Regions from separate parts of the Zea mays genome. Here region 1 is linked to region 2. Evidence: chromatin contacts called from public Hi-C data. All regions are on one chromosome and are shown on one strand. Each heading gives the region's core, a stretch centred on a gene start, on an enhancer-like site or on the middle of the called end of the contact. The rest is flanking DNA. Distances are from core to core; before and after follow the strand shown. Region 1 holds the start of LOC542319 (acetyl-coenzyme A carboxylase). Region 2 holds the start of LOC100384319 (DnaJ protein ERDJ2A).

The links. A called contact is a pair of places that touch in the nucleus more often than the background predicts.
Region 1: a contact with region 2 is called in a Hi-C map of leaf mesophyll, with 2.8 times the contacts expected there. The contact joins the promoter of LOC542319 here to the promoter of LOC100384319 in region 2. A contact is called at or near these places in 7 of 25 Hi-C or Micro-C datasets (bundle sheath, ear, endosperm and 3 more).

The regions. Positions count from the first base shown.
Region 1 is chr2:84,818,608-84,822,120 of Zm-B73-REFERENCE-NAM-5.0, forward strand. LOC542319 (acetyl-coenzyme A carboxylase) reads left to right here and starts at 1,889. Exons shown (of 33, transcript NM_001111903.1): 1 at 1,889-2,126; 2 at 2,584-2,641; 3 at 3,123-3,489. The coding sequence starts at 1,925.
Region 2 is chr2:84,266,697-84,270,213 of Zm-B73-REFERENCE-NAM-5.0, forward strand. It overlaps LOC100384319 (DnaJ protein ERDJ2A), which reads right to left and starts at 1,875. Exons shown (of 10, transcript NM_001322052.1): 1 at 1,464-1,875; 2 at 1,239-1,334; 3 at 639-759; 4 at 425-531; 5 at 98-315. The coding sequence starts at 1,649.

The sequences.
Region 1 (3,513 bases), core at 639-3,138, 550 kb after region 2:
GTTATCTCCATCGCCCTCCTCCCCTACCACGTGCCACTGCCCACTGCACTCCACCGTGGCGGAGTCCCCGATGCCGATGCGGGCCAGCGAAATTATTATTATAGGCCGCACACCCCCCATCCCTCCGCCCCCGCCCTCCTCCTGGCTCGCCAGTCGCACCTCCCCGCCCCCGCCCCTCGGTCTCTCCGCCTCCGCCCCGCCGCCTCTCTCCGCCTCCTTCTCTGCTCCGCCCCGCCGCCGCAAGGATCCAACACCCGCGCGTCGCCTTCTCCGCTGTCTTTCTTACCGAGGTACCAGCTCGCCCCCGCGCTATTTATTCCGCCGGCTCGTCGCCAGCGCCGCTCCCTCTGTCGCGGCCCAGTGGAGCTCGTCAGATCCGCGCGCTGCACGCCGATCTGCGCCACTGCTGGTGAGACCGCGCGCCGCCATTGCTCTCCTGGCTGCTGCCGGGGTGCCGGGTTCGTTGCTCTGCGTGGGTACGTACATACAGGGTTTAAGCTTGGTATGGATTCGTCAGCGCCAAGCCGGGGTTTTGCATGCGCCCGACTGGAGCGGAATTCCGTGAGCCCTGTACGGCAATGGCAACCCCAGGGTTACTGGGGTGGCTGAATGGTCTCGGCTTACGCAATTGTTTGTGGCAGCTGCGTGGGCTAAATGTAGGTTGTCTCTTGTTGCACTGCAGGATGGATGGGTAGCCTCTGGGCCGCCTCTGCTAGTGTCTAGCGTTGCTGACTGTGGTTTATTCAGGGATGCCCATGCCCATGCTAGATTGATAGGTGCCATTCTAATGGTAGGTGGCGGTAAGGTTTATTAAGCTGTAGTATCAGTAGGTAACCTCATGAATCAGGGTTTAAGCACACCTTTTCCTTTGTGTGGGTGCATAAGGAATGCACTTGGCTTCGTTCCCTGCTAGTCTTTGCTCATGTGTCATTCTACCAAGTGGGTTACTGTAACATTGCACTCTATGATGGTTGGTGGTTGTGCATCTTTTTGCTTCCCCTGGTTGTCTAATACCTGCATGTAACTGATGACCTTCTTTTATGTATCATATAGATTACATCCTTTTGTTGTACATCTCAATTCTGAAAAAACAATGTTTTGCATTCTTAGCGCTCTGTGCACAAGGAAAAGGAGGTTTTACCTGCAACTTTTTTTTTCGAGAAAAAACAAACCTTTCTGAAAGGCAGTGATCATTTAGTATAAAGAAAATTTGATTTACTTTCTTCAGAGAGAATATTCCAAACAAACAATTTTCTTACTGTCTGAGCCACGAAATTTGATCTTGATCTTACTTTCACAAGCCACATGAAGCCTTATCATCGCTCTGATAAAAAAACCAAATAGGTGATTCATAGAATGAGAAAAAGAACCTGTTGCCATTTGGGGACCTTGTTGTGTACTCATTATCCCCCCTGCTCAGGTTGAGGTTTCCTTGCCACTGCCACCCCTTGGCCCCTTCTTATACAACCATCTCCATTGAAAAAGATTTTGCACTACATTTGGGCTTCGTATGACAAAAAAGGAAAATAAAACTAAACAGCAGAAACATAGTATAATTATAGGTAAAAGGTTCTGGCAAGTTTGAGTGGAAGAGACCTTTGTATATTTGGACATATTTCACTAGTAAATAGTTTTCTAAAATCTTCATGAATGGTGGCCAATAAACTTGATAAGATCTCAACATGGCAGGTTCCTTCAAAATGAGAGGAAAACTGGAAACATCACAAATATTTTTTAGCGAGTGGCCTATAAATTATAATGTTGCTTTCATTTCTTTGATATTCAAAACTTCCTAAGAGTATTCTGCTAGAGCTCTGATGGTGTCTTTTGCCTCTGTCAGATTTTCCAGGAGTTTTCTTCCCTTTTTATGGCACTGTGCGTTTGAGAAGGTCTTCAATTGTGCTGTCTGGGCCACGGAACGACAATGTCACAGCTTGGATTAGCCGCAGCTGCCTCAAAGGCCTTGCCACTACTCCCTAATCGCCAGAGAAGTTCAGCTGGGACTACATTCTCATCATCTTCATTATCGAGGCCCTTAAACAGAAGGAAAAGCCGTACTCGTTCACTCCGTGATGGCGGAGATGGGGTATCAGATGCCAAAAAGCACAGCCAGTCTGTTCGTCAAGGTACTGTGAATATCTTTTGATACAAGCTAAAATTTTGCTACAGAATATATATTAAAGAGTTCTTTCTTGGCTGGTGTTGTTTATTTGTTTTAACATGCGAAAGGGCCTCTAGTTGAGTTGGTTAGGTGGCCTGAGTACCACTCCTTAAGGTCTTGAGTTTGATTTTCCGTCGGAGCGAATTTTAGGCTAGGGTTACCCCCCCACCCCCACCCGAATCTGCACAGTCCGGTCGTGGTCGTCCTCATATAGGCTACGATGTCATTGTGTATCGGCGGGCCAGGGGTTTAAGAGTTTTCTTGACCTTTGTTAGAAGATCTTAATAATACAATGTCCAAGGGCTGTCTTACCCTGTAGGTCGAGTTTTTAGTTGTTTTAACATGGTAATGTTTGAAGCCTCATTCTAGGTACCAATATAGATATGCTCACTGCTCAGTTTCAAATGTTTGTCTGCATGTAGGTCTTGCTGGCATTATCGACCTCCCAAGTGAGGCACCTTCCGAAGTGGATATTTCACAGTAAGGACTACAATATTTTGCGTACGTTTGTTTTGGAAAAAGAAAATATTCTCAGCTTATTTATACTAGCTTCGCTAATACTGAAATGCTGTCTTAATGTCCTGGTGCTGTATGCTCAATCTTTCATAGTAAATGCTGCAAAATATGTGATGTAACTGTTGCAACACAGCCAGGGACCTGTTATTTAGAGCATGGTGAATGCTCTGGTTCAGTTATATGATGTAGTTATAGCTCATGTTGAAGAATTAGTTGCAGTGTTTGCTGGACAATGGTCACTTATTATAAATCATATCTGCATACACATTTGTGACTTCTGTTGCTGTAAATGCCTGCATTTTTTGAGAAAAATTTAAATGCTTGGCCTAAATTGGACATATATGATAGACACAAAGCTGATTTGAACTTTGTTTATTTTTGACATCCATGCATATTGTCAGTGTTGTGAAAACAATACTAATCTTTTTTTTTTGTCTTTTTCCAGTGGATCTGAGGATCCTAGGGGGCCAACAGATTCTTATCAAATGAATGGGATTATCAATGAAACACATAATGGAAGACATGCCTCAGTGTCCAAGGTTGTTGAATTTTGTGCGGCACTAGGTGGCAAAACACCAATTCACAGTATATTAGTGGCCAACAATGGAATGGCAGCAGCAAAATTTATGAGGAGTGTCCGGACATGGGCTAATGATACTTTTGGATCTGAGAAGGCAATTCAACTCATAGCTATGGCAACTCCGGAAGACATGAGGATAAATGCAGAACACATTAGAATTGCTGACCAATTCGTAGAGGTGCCTGGTGGAACAAACAATAATAACTACGCCAATGTTCAACTCATAGTGGAGGTTAGCCTTGCTAATCTGTTAGTT
Region 2 (3,517 bases), core at 625-3,124:
TACAGAGCACTTGCACTTTAAACAATATGTGCTAGGGAAACACAAATATTAAATTCCAAAAGTAACAGTGTTAAATGACATGTTCGCAAGTTCATACCTTGGAGCAAGAGATGGCTTCATAAAGTAGTAGTAAGTGGACAAAGTTTGATGCATGACATAGTTTCCAGTATATTTTGATGATCTTGACAAATAAATAACAGCTATCATCAAAGGCAATAATATACAAAATCCGACTATTCCAAGAAGCATTATCCCACCAGATGCACCATCAATATTTAGTAAAAACTTGGGCAAAGCAATGCCCATTTGCAGCCCCTGAATCATAAACAAGATGTATTACCCGTTAGCTTTAGCAGTTCATGGAACATGTGTTGCAAAATTTAGCTCTGATTGAGACATTAGGATCTAATGATGCTAATATTACCTGCCGCCCATCAGGGTGACCATATTTCTCATAATTCTCACGAGATATAGGATCAGTTAATGCTTGATATGCCTTGGATATATATTCAATGAAGTATTTATGAGCCTCTGGGTATGTGTGGGAGAAAAGGCGTAAGAAGAGTTCACCAGGTAAGATATATTTTTTCTTCATTGAGCAACATTAATAATTTATTATAGTGTTACAAATGAGGTACCTGGATCAGGATTTTTATCAGGATGGTACTGAATAGAAAGTCTCCTATATGATTTCTTGATATCAGATTCAGATGCCCCAGCTTCCAGTCCAAGAATACTGAAAGGCTCAAAAACTTGGACCTAAGAAAATTCAAAGCGAAATCATATAACAAATACTGTAATTATATCATGTTATAGACTTGCATGTATAATATCTTCATTTCACTGAATGTTTACGTAATATCAGTATAAAGATGGTTACATAATGGGCATGTTCGATATAAAGAGGCAGGGACATGTCCAACCCTGAAGTCACAAATATCTATGCTAGGAAACACATAACTCTATCTGGAATTAAGTAAGAATCAGACTATAGTTTAGACAAATCACAAATCACGTACAAATGACAACCAAATGAGTTTCCACTAGTAAGGAAAAAAAAAGGCAAATGAGGACAGTGGAAAGTATAAGCAGTTAAGCACTAGGACAGAGCACTTCCAACTGCCGAGAAAAACAGAAGCAGATCTGAGTTATGTTAACTTGATAAGTATACTTGTATCGCAGAAAGAATTGCTCTATCTGATAGCATCAAATTCTTAAGTAGCCCAAAGTTCACATACCTCACGGCTAACAAGCTTTATGTAGTAAACCAGGAATATCATAACAATCCAGAGCAGAAGGATGGTTAGGTTACTGCACGTGGAGAAGTTGGATATCTGTGAAATAAGGGAAGCAGAACTTATTAGTCAGAACAGCAAATCAAGCAACACCCCAAAACAGAAACCAAAAGTAGCCGAACAGAAGAAGTTTAAGAAAAAACAAGAACAAGAACGCGCCGTCCGCACCCTCTTGTAGATCGACTTGCGGTACTTGCCGGAGCGGTGGCAACCCGAGCAGCGGCAGTGGATGGTCTTCGCCTTCTCGGAGGCAGCGCGACACAAGCGCAGGATCGTGTAGGGCACGAGGGGCAGCGCGATCATGGTGAGTATAAAAATCAGGAACAGCGAGCTGTTCTCCTCTGCGGCCGCCATGGCTGCTGTGACCTACCTCCGCTCTCCCGCCCGGCTCGTCTGCGATGTCGCAGGATTTTGCGGAGCCAGGGCCGGATCTGGCAGTGAGGCGGCGGGAGGTGGTACGGGGCGCGCGGATCTGAGGGGTCGCCGGCAGGCGGAGCCACGGACGGAGGCGCGGCCGATTGGGATAGGTTTTGGGGTGTCTTCAGCGGTGCCGCGGTGGGCTGTAGCCTGTAGGCGGTAGTGGTACCACGACACGGAATCGGCACCGCAGAGTCGGTTTGGAGACAAAGCGGGGATGCAGTGGCCTCTCTCTCTCTCTCTCTCTCTCTCTCTCTCTCTCTCTCTCTCTCTCTCTCTCTCTCTCGTGTAAGGACCAAAACGGTAGGAAACGATTGAAAAACACTAGGCAATGTTTGGTTGAAGAGCCAAGTATAACGGAGTCATTCCGTCCTAGTTATGTTGTTGTTCGGTTATAAAGTAATTAGAACGGAATGTCTCTAATTAGGGAATATTTTTCTCAGATCCGAAATCATTCCGCTCCAAAAAATCAACCGAACGGAGCCGCTCTGTTCTCATCCCGCTCTCACAGTCACGCTCCGTTCCGTTCACTCTGCAACCAAACAAAAAACAGAGCTGCTCCGTTACAGATTACCAAACACAGAACAGAGCGGCTCCGTTCCTAAAATCAGGGATGGAACGGCTCCGTTCTACTTGGCTCCTCAACCAAACACTACCTAATACCGTTACTGTTTTCATATTTTGTTATCGGAAACGAAATCGGAAACGGTAATTTCGAAAACAGAAACGACATCGGTATTTCGAAATCATCGTGTCGGGGACCATAATTAGGGATACCACCAAAACTCCTAATCTCAGCTGGTAACCCCCGTCAGCACAAAGCTGCAAAGGCCTGATAGGCGCGATTCAGGACAAGGCTCCGTCCACTCAAGGGACACGATCCCGCCTCGCCCGAGCCCAGCCTCGGGCAAAGGCAGGCGACCCAGTAGGATTCACGTCTCGCCCGAGGGTCCCCTCAAGCAACGGACGCACCTTCGGCTCGCCCGAGGCCCAGGCTTCGCGGAGAAGCAACCTTGGCTAAATCGCCACGCCAACCGACCATATCGCAGGGGCATTTAATCCTGACGCGCGCTCCTCAGTCGAAAGAGCCGAAGTGATCGCAGTCACTTCGCCGCTCCACTGACCGAACTAACAGGAAAACAGCGTCGCCTGCCCTGCTTCGACTATTGTGCCACTCGACAGAGTGATGCTGACAGCAGCCAAGTCCAGCCTCGGGCGCCATAGGAAGCTCCGCCTCGCCCGACCCCAGGGTTCGGACTCAACCTCGACCTCGGACGACGGACTCCGCCTCGCCCGACCCCAGGGCTCGGACTCAGCCTCGACCTCGGACGACGGACTCAGCCTCGACCTCGGACGACGGACTCCGCCTCGCCCGACCCTAGGACTCGGACTCAGCCTCGACCTCGGAAGACGGTCTCCGCCTCGCCCGACCTCAGGGCTCAGACTCGACCTCGACCTCGGAGGAGCCTCCGCCTCGCCCGACCTCGGGCTCGGACCGACCACGTCACAGGAGGGGCCATCATTACCCTACCCCTAACTAGCTCAGGCTACGGGGAACAAGACCGGCGTCCCATCTAGCTCGCCCCGGTAAACAAGTAATGGTGGCACCCCGCGTGCTCTATGACGACGGCGGCTCTCAGACCCTTACGGAAGCAAGGAGACGTCAGCAAGGATTCGACAGCCCCGACAGCTGTACTTCCACAGGGCTCAAGCACTCCTCCGACGGCCACGACATCACATGAACAGGGCGCCAAAACCTCTCTGACTGCCACGACAGCATGTACTTAGGGATCTAGCTCCTCTCT